2 separate regions of the Mus musculus genome follow, and region 1 is linked to region 2. The links are chromatin contacts, called in public promoter capture Hi-C maps. All regions are on one chromosome and are shown on one strand. The core of a region is the stretch at or near the end of the contact, and the rest is flanking DNA. Distances in the headings are between cores, read along the strand shown. Region 1 overlaps Irf1 (interferon regulatory factor 1). Region 2 holds the start of Hint1 (histidine triad nucleotide binding protein 1).

The links. Promoter capture Hi-C pulls out the DNA fragments that hold promoters and counts their contacts.
Region 1: a promoter capture Hi-C map of liver shows a contact between it and region 2, with 3 times the contacts expected there. The contact joins the enhancer-like site here to the promoter of Hint1 in region 2. A contact is called at or near these places in 5 of 39 promoter capture datasets (embryonic stem cells, hippocampal neurons, liver and 1 more), 1 of 484 Hi-C or Micro-C datasets (B cells) and 4 of 115 datasets of contacts at active chromatin or transcription factors (astrocytes, embryonic stem cells, large pre-B cells and 1 more).

Annotation. Positions count from the first base shown.
Region 1 is chr11:53,776,602-53,782,128 of GRCm38.p6, reverse strand. It overlaps Irf1 (interferon regulatory factor 1), which reads right to left. Exons shown (of 10, transcript NM_008390.2): 10 at 4,805-5,527. Among named protein-coding and RNA genes, the nearest start is that of Irf1, 9.4 kb to the right of the region's middle. Within about 2 kb of position 2,103, at least 30 of the 459 cell types and tissues checked have an H3K27ac peak or open chromatin away from gene starts, as enhancers often do. A contact at or near this core is called in liver, where this site is marked.
Region 2 is chr11:54,862,233-54,867,902 of GRCm38.p6, reverse strand. Hint1 (histidine triad nucleotide binding protein 1) reads right to left here and starts at 1,520. Exons shown (of 3, transcript NM_008248.3): 1 at 1,303-1,520. The coding sequence starts at 1,413. Gm31490 (a long non-coding RNA gene) reads right to left here. Exons shown (of 3, transcript XR_879859.2): 3 at 5,044-5,154.

The sequences.
Region 1 (5,527 bases), core at 854-3,353, 1.1 Mb after region 2:
CTTCCTGCCCTCCTCACAGTCCTCCTCCTGCAATCCTCATGCAAAGGACTGCCAGGCTCCATCCAGTCTTTGCTCTGGCTGTCACGAAACATGCGGCTCCCCTCTATATTCCAGTAAGCTAGCTAAAAGAGTTGGAAGGGAACCACGGGTCCCCAGCTATGACAATGACGCTCTACCTCCCACAGGTGGGGTCTGCATCCCCAACCGCAGCCTAACATTGGCCTGTTGTGGTCAACATGCCAGAACTTCTTGCTTTGTTCATGGTGGGGTTTTGTTGTTGCTTTGTTTGTTTGAGGCACGGTCTCTCTCTATAGCCCTGGCAGGCTGGCATGTTGGCAGGCCTAGAACTCATTATGTATGCCAGAACTCAGAAAGATCTGCTTGCCTCCGCCTCCCAGATGGACTTGGTTTAGAGCAGAACTGGTCACTTTGCTCAGACAGAAACATGGCTAACAAAGTATGCTTTGAAGCCTGGAGCTAAGCCCTGGCAGGCCAGAGTCCTCTGGAGCAAACACCTACAACCAAGCTGCCCCCTGCTCTGAGGTCAAGTTACAAGCCTTGTCTGTATCTCTGCTCCCTGGGGCCCTAGCCCTTGAAACACCAGGCAGCTTCCTAGGCCCAGGTAAATAAAGCATTGCTTCTCTTGAAGGCCAAGCTTCTTGCCACTGGGGCCCCAGGGAAGTACAGACAACTGTCTAGACCCTAGACTCCAGGGTGTCGGAGGGTGTGGCCACAGCTCAAGAGTCCCAAATACCTTCTTGGCATGGGGTCCCCAGCTATTCTCTGTTTCCTTCTTGCAGAAACCATGATACTGTGGATGGAACCAGACTGGGTTCTGGGCATGGACAGAGGTGGTTTAGAAGCCAGCCTCCATAATGATTAGCTAAGTCATCTTGGGCGAGCCCCTTAGCCTTGTTGAACATCGATTTCTGGTTTGTGAGCAAGTGATTGGTGGTGGGGAGAGGTATGTGCATGTGTGCTTGTGTATGTGGGGCTGGGCTGTGTTGTCATGTCCACCTAAATGTAGTCCAGCTGAGCCCTCGCTGTTGATTCAGTTCTCCTGGTAGATGGTTGGCAGGTAGATGTCTGCCTCTTGTCATTTCCACTTGATATTCATGCATTACCTCATGATTCCAGCATCTCCCCAATTGAAAGGAAACTCTAACTGTAGACATCACAGACCTCACTGCCAGAATTAGGGGCTTTTGAAATCTCCTGAGGAGGAACAGCAACTGCTGGGCATACTTTAATCCCAGTACTTGGGAAGCAGAGACAAGTAGATAGATCTCTGGGAGTTTAAGGTCAGTTTAGTCTACATATTGAGTTCTAGGACAGCCAGACATATATATATATATATATATATATATATACATATATATATATATATAGAGAGAGAGAGAGAGAGAGAGACCCTGTCTTAAAAAAAAAAAGACTAAAATAAAGTAAAAGCAGAAATAAGTCTCTTAGGAGCTCCTTGGAGCTAGGGAAACTACAAGGCCAGCCAGTGAGGCCTCAGATTAGTCCCCCAGGGAGCCCTGAGATAAGGTATGCCCCAGCTCATTCCCACCCAGGCCTCCTGCCTCTGGGACAGCGAGGCAGGGATCTGACCAATTCACATGGGTTAAGAAACAGCATATGACACAAGCAAAGGCTTCCTGCTGAGTTCTAACAGGACAGTCCCGGCACACTCATGGACCTGCACACTGCCCTCCCCTGTACAGGAGTAGAGTTTTGGATCTGACCTGTTGGGCAAGGCCTGGCCCCAACAAGAATGCTTTGCTTCCAGTGGAAAGGGGCTCCACCTCCTACCAAGCCTTCCCCAGGGTCTCAGCTCTCAGCCACTGGCCTCACGAGAGGCTTTGAGAGAAACTTGAGAAATCTTTTTTTGTTGTTTTGTTTTGTTTTTGGAGACAGGGTTTCTCTGTGTAGCCCTGGCTGTCCTGGAACTCACTCTGTAGACCAGGCTGGCCTTGAACTCAGAAATCTGCCTGCCTCTACCTCCCAAGTGCTGAGATTAAAGGTGTGCACCACCACTGCCCGGTGAGAAATTTCTTATCCTTTGAGCCAGGGCACAGACAGATGTTAGAAGCTGATACATTGTCTCTGGCTTGCTTCCAAGAAGTGAATAAACAAGCCACCTCAGCTAAAGTGATACCTTTGGAATAAGGCAAGGAGGAACCCCAGTGACTCAGCAGAAATGCCCCCAAATATCTATGAATTTGGGCCACCAGCCATAACCACGTAAAATCCAGTATAGACTCTACAACTGCCTCACCTGAGCTGGCAAAAGTGGGGCTTTTCCTATGAACCCCACCTTTTTATCAGTTAACCCCATTGGAGAGTGGTCCTTGATAGCTATCATTATCATCATAACCCCAAGAAAATTCATCCTTCAGTGACCTTCCAGTTGCTCAGCCAAGAGTATCCATTAGTGGTTAGACAGAAACTTTTAGGAACAGCCCTCAGAAGCACTGTAAAGTTCTTAGAATTATTGTAGGCCTAAATTAGGCTCAATTTATACTCATATTGCACCATTCCAGGCTCCAGCTGCCACCTTTATTTGAGCAGTCTTATTTTACAGTGCTCATCTTCCAGGCAAGGGCTGAAATCTAGGGTGCGACCACTCTTACTAATCGTGATGATCCTCAAGGTTTGGTTGGTCCCTAGGATCTAGCTGCCCTGGGAGGTTTGATCCCTCTCTGGACATCCCATGGCTCTATCCATAAGAGGAGCTTTGGACTCCATCTTGGTCCTGGAGGTTGGGAGCTGATAGCAGAATGCCTTTGATCCATTGCACGTTTCTGATAATTGATAAGCTTTGCTTATTAGAGCATGAGACTTCCCCTGCTGCTTGGGACTTCCATGTATCACAACTGCCTACTCTCCATTGGGGATCAAATTGAAGGAGATTAAAGTCAGAAGTGGTCTGTCTGTGGTAGATTGGGTTCCTCCAGTCCAGCTGGCTTCACACTACTCACTCCTACCCACCATGACTTAGAAAGTCACCCACTAGGAAACTCCATAGATGCCTCATGAGTCTAACCACCTCAAATCTAGTTCTTAGCAAGGAATAGGTCATCAAAGAACTAAGGAGGTGATCTTCCTGCAATTAAGGACCCCACCCCCACCCTCATACAGGATGGTCACCCAGCAGGAACCCACCTGCCACTCACACAGCATGATGACAATTAAGGATGACCACATCCAGTGGTGGCACATGCCTTTAATATCAGCACTCCGAAGGTAGAGGCAGGTGGATTTCTGAGTTCGAGGCCAGCCTGGTCTATATAGAATGAGTTCCTGGACAGCCAGGGCTACACAGAGAATCCCTGTCTCAAAAAACAAAACAAAAGAACAGTGACTACTCTTACAGTCTTACAGAAGTCCCGAGACCTTGCACCTCAGGTACTTACAGGAGTAGGGCCTTGTCTTAAAGAACTGTTGGTTTTTACTTCAGCACAAGGGCATGGGAGTGGGGGAGGGGCAGTGTGGGGGGTGTTGGCTCAGTCTGTAAAGCACTTGCTTTGAAGTGTGCAGGCCTGAGAGTTCAAGCCCCAGAGCCCTTATAAAGTCAGGTGTGGTGGTGCAGGTGACAGTGATTCCCAGTAACTGCAACGCGGGAATCAGGGAAACGGACCCCTGGAGCTCAGCCAGTTAGGGACAGGCTACCCGGTGACAGTCCAGGCCAGAGACCATCTCAAACACAAAACCATAAAGTACCCGAGGAATAAGACACCAAAGGAAGTAGCCCTCTGATCGTCCTATGTGCATGTATAATGTATGCTGTGGGGTTGGTATTCAGCGCTCAGAATTAACATCTAAAATAAGCAGGTAGGCGTGAACTAGCCAGCAATCAGTCCTTCATTCCGTCCTGTCCTTCAGTCATTCAGCCCCAAACCGTTTCCAGGTGAGTCCAAACCACAGTCACCTGGGGCGATTCAAACTTTTCTTGAAATTAAACATCAAGTTCCTGAATGTATCTCTGGACACATTTTCAGCTACTCAGTTCTCAGGCTTGACGAGTGTCAGTACCCAGCAAGACCAGCAGCACAGCAGGCCCTGGGGACATTGCCTGCACTGTTGTCTAAATGGTCAGTGTCACACCAATTGTCTGTTGTTTGAAATGGTTCCTGTTTGCTCAACAGAACCAACAGGCTGAATGTGTCACAGGCTGACAGACAACTGGGCCCCAAGAGTTCAAAATCAACTCCCAAGCCGGCCGGAAGACCTACAAAGTTAAAGAACCAACCTCTAGGAGTTGTTGACCTCTGACCTACACATACAAACTCAGAGGCAGGCAGAGCTCTTTGAGTTTGAGGCCAGCCTGGTCTACACAGTGAGTTCCAGGAAAGCCACGGATACACTGTGGGGCGCTGTCTCAAAAACAAACAAACAACAAAACCAAAAACCCAGCCGGAGAGATGGCTCAGCAGTGAAGAGCACACTGGCTGCTCTCCCTGAGGATCCAAATTCAATTTTCAGCACCACATGGCAGCTTACAGCTGTCTGTGACTCAATTTCCAGAGGATCTGACACCCTTACATAGACATACATTCAGGCACATGAAGTGAAAAATTAAAATAAAAACTCCCTTCCGTGGCAAATGAGTATAAATGAGCATGTCCCTGTGGCATGACGCCCCCTCCTCCTGCCATCTTCTTCTTGACCATAACTGGAAAGATTCGTGATCGACGCATGTCAATGCTCAGCTGAAGCCCAGGCAGAAAGCCAGCAAAAGACTCCCATCAGGAGGTTTCCTTAAAAAGTAAGACCAATTCTGATTTCTAAATAAAAAGCCACACGCTGTAAACAACTTAAATTTTTATAAAAAGACAAATATACATATTTACACAGGTCCACCACATGACCAAACACCATTTAGCAGTTAGGTGGCGTTTCTAATAGATAGTCAAGAGTCACGCCAAGGCGCTCACAACCCCCCTTTTCCCTGGGCCTGCTGAGGACTGCCAAGGCCTGAGGAGACAGCAGGCACCAGGCAAGGCACTATATAAATAAATGCAAAGGCCTAGACTGGGGAGAAATGTTAGTGTACACCTCTGATCAGAAATGTGGCAAAGTCCACAGAGAAAGTGCCATTTTTTTTTCCTGAGCCCCACAGCTGGAGCAGGTAGTGAGGCAGATTCCCTCTGAGGCTAAGGGAGCCAACCTTCACAGGACCCCATTTTTTTTCCCTTCACATTTCACTGGCTTGGGAACCATCCCAGGGCTCGGTTGGGAAGGGCAGCAGTTCTTTGGGAATAGGACTCATTTAGTGCAATTGTCTCCTAGTACAGAGCCAGCTCTAGGGCCAGTGCTATGCTCTTCTGTGGGCGCTGGTCTATTCCCCTCAGGGCCAGCCCAGCGATAAGACCCTCTCTATGCAACAAGGCTTTTAAAAAGCTAGAAGATGACTCCTGTCCATGGCCTCTGCCTTACACCTCAGACCCCCCAATCCATCTTCCTAGGAGTCAGGGCCAGCTTCACCTCACAAGAAAACTCAGACTCTGCCTCCTAAGCCCTGAGAGCC
Region 2 (5,670 bases), core at 271-2,770:
AAGTTCAATCATTATTTCAAAGACCATTTATCAAAACAACTGCAAACAATGGTTCTCTTTTGTTTGTTTTGTTTTTTAATGTGGGGTCTCCATATAGGCCAGGTTGGACTTAAACTGATTCTCTTCCCTCCACCTTCCAAGTGCAAGAACCACAGGATGCTGGTTTTGTGTTTAAAGCTTTTTCTTTCTTTCTTTGCAAGTGTTCTGTTTTGCTTTGTTTTTGAGTTAGGGTCTTATTCCATAATACAGGCTGGCCAGTCTTATGGATGGTGGGACTGGGATTACAGAACACACTAAAAGACTTGCAAACTTTGTAAATGAAATGGGCCTTTTTCTAAGACTAGTGACAAATACAGGCAATTTAAATAAAACTCACCTCAAGAACCCAATGAAATTTGGAGTACTATTTCAAGTCTATGTGAACATTACCAGTAGCATTAATGCTTTCTCATATTGCATGTTTCTTAAAGTGAACTGAACAAACCCGTATAAAACCTTTTGGTCAATGGGCCAAGCTCCCACCCTGCTTTATGTGAGACTGAAAGCCATAAACAGAACTGTCTAGGGAATAATTTACAAAATTGGTCTTCACTATCGACTGAGATTTCATCTATCAAGGAGGGGAAAAAATACAACTTTGGATCTTGCACCATAAATGTTTTCTCCGATCAGCAGGGTGTGGGCTGCCTGCAATCCTTAGCATATGGGTGGTGGAGGCGGGGGATCAAGGGTTCAAGGTCCGCCCCAGTTAGTTAGTCAGCAAGTTCATGGCCTGCCTAGAGTAGTGAAGCCGATCTATTAAAATAAAACAAACAAAACACCCTAAAGCAGTATTTTTTTAAAAAGCTTGAAGGGCTAATTCCAGTCCCCAGAGGCAACGTCTGCAGCCGGAGCAGGGGACAGGGAGCATAAGGATCTCGAATCCCCGGTCACCTCGCAGTGCGGGGACCGCTGCGCGCGGGAGATCGCGGAGATTGCGCCGGGGGCAGGATCCGGTTTCCCGAAGGCCAGATTGACACCCGCGTGGTGGGTGGCGGCCGCGGGCCCCGGTGGGCGTCACCCCACGGGTCTGCACTTTACAGGGGGCCCGGGCGGGCGTCACCTCCCGGGGCCTCCGCCCGCATCACCTCACCAGGGCCGCGACACGCGGCGGGCCGAGCGGCCGATAACGCGTAACCCGAGCGCAGGCACGCGCCGCAGGGCCACGCGGGCGCAGGGCCAGGCCAGCCGGGCCGCGCGTCGCCTCAGGCCCGCGGCTCCTCAGGGAACGCCGGCGTGTCGCCGGGCAAGCGGCAAGCCTACCCGGTCGTCCTCGAAGATGATCTTGGCGGGGATTTCTTTGCGGATGATCTTGCCGAAGATCGTGTCGCCGCCGGGCTGGGCCACTTGAGCCTTGGCAATCTCGTCAGCCATCGCGGCCGCTCACTGTCCTTCCCGCGCCGCGGCCACAGTGGGGAGAGGAACCGCGGGAGCGCGCGGAGACTGCCGGCTCGCGCCCGGTGGGCCTGCGCGTGCGCACTGGCGCCGGCGTGCGGCGAGCGAGGGAACGAAATGGGCGGAGGAAACGCCCTTTCTTTGCCTCTGCACCTCTATAGGAAATTTTGATTTGCCAGTTCTGGGAGGAGGCTCGGCTTGGTACAGTGCTTTCCAAGCGCGTACGGAGTTCTAGGTTTGATCCCTTCCTCTCACGAGCCCGGCTTGGTGCTGCACGCCTGTAATCCCAGAGTTTGAGAAATGAAGACAGGAGGATGGAAGAGTTTAGTTCATCCTTCTCCACATTGTTTGAGGCCAGCCTGGGCTACCCGAGACCCTGCTCCAGAACAGTCTGGTTTCTATTTCAAGTTGTTCTGATCACATTTACTGGGTGTGATACCTTAGCCTTCCCTTTTTTAATTTTTTAAAAAAGATTTTTATTTTATATGTAGATGAGTATTTTGCAAGCATGTGTAAGAGTGAATCACATCTAATGCTTTGGATCCCCTGGAACTGGAGTTACAGTTGTGAGCCATGTGGGTGGAGGGAACTGAAGCCTGGTCCTTTCTGCAAGAGGAACAAGTGCTCTTGACCGTGATCGTTTAAACCCTCAGCTGTTTGAGGCCTTAGCTAAGAGCCAGGTGAAGTCTTACATCAGGTGGGGTTTTTTTGTTTGTTTGTTTCTTGCTGTGTGTGGCAGCAATTCTCAGTCATAACTACACACTAAAAACCACTTGGGAGCTCTTTAAACATCTCTGGCCACACTCTGCATCAATTAAGTCCAAGACTGCAGAGATGAGACCTTAGGTGGCAGTTGTTTGTAAGCCTCTTGGGCCATTTTCCCCGGCAGGAATCAGCTTCAGGTAAGATGCTCCACCTGGAAGAAACAAAAAGTCTTCCTTGGCCCCACCTCCACCCTTCCTCCTCTCTATCCCTTTGCTCCTCCTAAAAAGTGTTTTCTACATATGGTGTGCACTTTGTCATCATTGGTCCTTTGGGTCATTTCCTCCTTGTCGGGATTAGGCAGGACCTCCAATCAGCGTTCTCTAGACAATCGCAGTTGTCATATAGATCTGTTGGCCTGGTTGCTACAGTTGTTACCCTTGTCTTCTTTCAACATCTCACACCCTTGCCCTCTGGATGTTGGTTTTTTTTTTTTTTTTTCCTGCACGCTAAGCCTCCATTTCCATACCTCATTAGATTTTGTTCCTGGCCCTCTTATCTGACAATCTCCAAGTGGCCATAGGAAGAAACCTTGGGGACTTAGAGAGATGGTTCAGCGATCAAGAACACAAACTGTTCTCACAGAGGCCAGCACAAACATCACAACTGCCTGTAACTCCAGCTCCAGGGAAGTCAGATGCCTTTGGCCTAGCAGGATGTCTTCAGTCACCCATGGACATGTGAGCACACAGGTCTCACACACACACACACATGTATACACATAATTAAAAAAAAATAAAATGGGAAAACTTAAGCCAGATGATAGTAGTGCATGACTTTAATGTCAGCACTCTAGGGCAGAGGCGGACAGATCTCTGAGTTCAAGGCCAGCCTAGTCTAAAGAGCAAGTTCCAGGAAATCCTGTCTCATAAATAAATAAATAAATAAATAAATAAATAAATAAATAAATAAATGGAAAAGCTATTTCCTTTGAATTGCCCTATATGATGATATTTGACTACTTTGTCTCAACAAAATTATTATTACCATTATTGAGACAGTGTCTCATATAGCCCAGGCTGGCCTCCAACTTGCTATGTAGCCAAGGATGACCTTAAGCTCCTGTCTTGACAAAATTATTGATAGTGGTTGTTGGCAGTCTTGGTGTCCTATTCTTTGCTATCAGAGCCATTACTGGTACTTTGCAATCACTGGTAAATAATGTCTAAACATAAGACATTAGATTAGGAGTCATGTTCGTTTATTTCCGTAACTACCGAAAAGGTCATGAATATCAGTTGGCCTGGCTTATGGTTAGTTATGGTTAGTTAGTTATGGTTAGTTAGGTTTCTAGTACATTCTAGATGATGCTTATGGTCCTCTTAGTTAGGTTTCTAGTACATTCTAGATGATGCTTTTGGCCCTGGTGCTGTGGCTTTGAGGAACAGTGATATAATGTAGGGAAAACCGCTTATGTACTTAGAGGCAAAAGAATAAGAATATTACATCTGCAACTTACTCTTTTGACAACGTTATTTATTTATTTAGTTTTTTTCAAGGTGTGTCTGTCTGTCTGTGTGTGTGTGTGTGTGTGTGTGTGTGTGTGTGTAGCCATGGCTGTCCTGGAACTCACCCCACAGACCAGTCTGGCCCCAAACTCAGAGATCTGACTGCCTCTGCCTCCTGGATTAAAGGCACACACCACCACCGCCACATGCCCCATTCTTTTATCTTTAGATCGTTATGAACTCTTTTCCCTCATAGACATTCATTAGACAGGAAATAGGTTATTGTAAATTACCAAACTTTGCTATGGGACGCTATAAATTTTTATATTTCACTGACAGAGATGACTAACTGGATATCCAGTTAGTACAACCTACGTTCCAACAGTAGGGGCAGGGTGGTGTATAGGTAAGTGGGTTTGCTTTTGTGGTGCTGAGGATCAATCCTCATGTTTATGTAGCATGTACTTTGCACTTAAAGCTGAGCCTCAGGTATGTTTATCTTTTGGAGACAGGATCTCATCTTGTAGCGGGCAGAACCTGAATTTGCTATTTAGCTGAGGATGACCTTGAACTCTTGTCTCTGCACACAGCCAAAAGGATGTTTGTAAAGTGTAAACCATGGTGTCAGTCTCCTGTTGGTACTATTTCAGAGCATGCTATCCCAAAATGATACCCAAAGTCCTTTCCTTGACCGATAGGAACCTGCGTGACTGTGTCCTGTCTGTTTCTCCTCCTTCATTTACTTCCATTTCAAGCTTACTGACTGGCTTCACGCAAACCGGATGTAATGAGTAGACTGTGCCCATGTCCCCATCCCTGGGTCCTGTGAACATGTTATTAGGTAAAGAGCATTTTAGAGGTGTGATTAAATCAAGGATCCTGAAGTAGGTAGGCGCCTGGGGTATCTGGGTGAACCCAGTGTAACAACAGGGCCCTAGAGAGGAGAGGAGGGAGGTGATGAGGCAGCAAAGGGACAAGATTCTGGTTTGGATGACGGTTGGGTGGCATTCTGGAAGTCCTAAGTGTGATTTGTTTCCACCAAGGGAAAACTGGTCACAGCAGAGCTGCATTCTCCCTGGAGGCTCTAGAGGGCAGTCCACTCCCTTGTCTTTTCCAGCTTCCAAGATCATGTGCTTCCCTTCGGTTTTTGGGGGGTCTTTTTTATTCATCTCCAAAACCAGCAGAGGAGTATCTTTTTACATCTCCCTCTTTTCCTTCTTCCACTTTCAATGTGACTCATTAGGCTCACCAGACCGTACATGAAACGTCTCCCATCTCAGAATATTTAATTCACTTGCCAAATTCCTGCAAGGCAAGGCAATGAGAAGTTCTGGGCACCTGAGTGCACACATCTTTTGGAGGGCATACTCCTGCCTGCCACATAGCTCCAGGAACTTACATGATGAACAGTTGGAATTTCCACTGAGTTCTGGCGTTTCTTCAGTTCAGTTCCCACCACCGGATCAGTAAAGAGTGTGAGCTGTCTCGTTTCCCTTCATCTCTGGAACAGCTGAAGAAACTATCATGTTGGCTTAAGACTCACTTCTGATCTCATTTGGGCACTGTAGAACTATGTTTTAAAATTTTATCTATTATATGTATACAATTGCATGACATTATGGGCACCACAGGCATGTAGGAGCCAACGGAGGCCAGAAGAGAGTACTGGATCTCCCAAAACTGGAGTTACAGCCTGTTGTGAGCTGCTGTGAAGGTGCTAGGAATCCAACTCCAGTCCCCTGCTGATCAGTAAGTGCTGTTAAGCACTGAACCATCTCTTCAGCCACAGGATCCATATTTTTAAATAACATAGAAGGGTTTTCATTAACTTTCTAATCAGAAGTTATTATTACAAATTACTTTTTTTTTTTAAGAAATTGATCTATAGTACTACAGAAGCCACCACAGTATAAGATCATCTAATTGATTATTGTTTTGGATGAAAGACAATAGCCACTACACTTGATTTCATTGGTTCTATTAAAAGCACTTCTGCAGCCGAGCAGTGGTGGCGCACGCCTTTAAT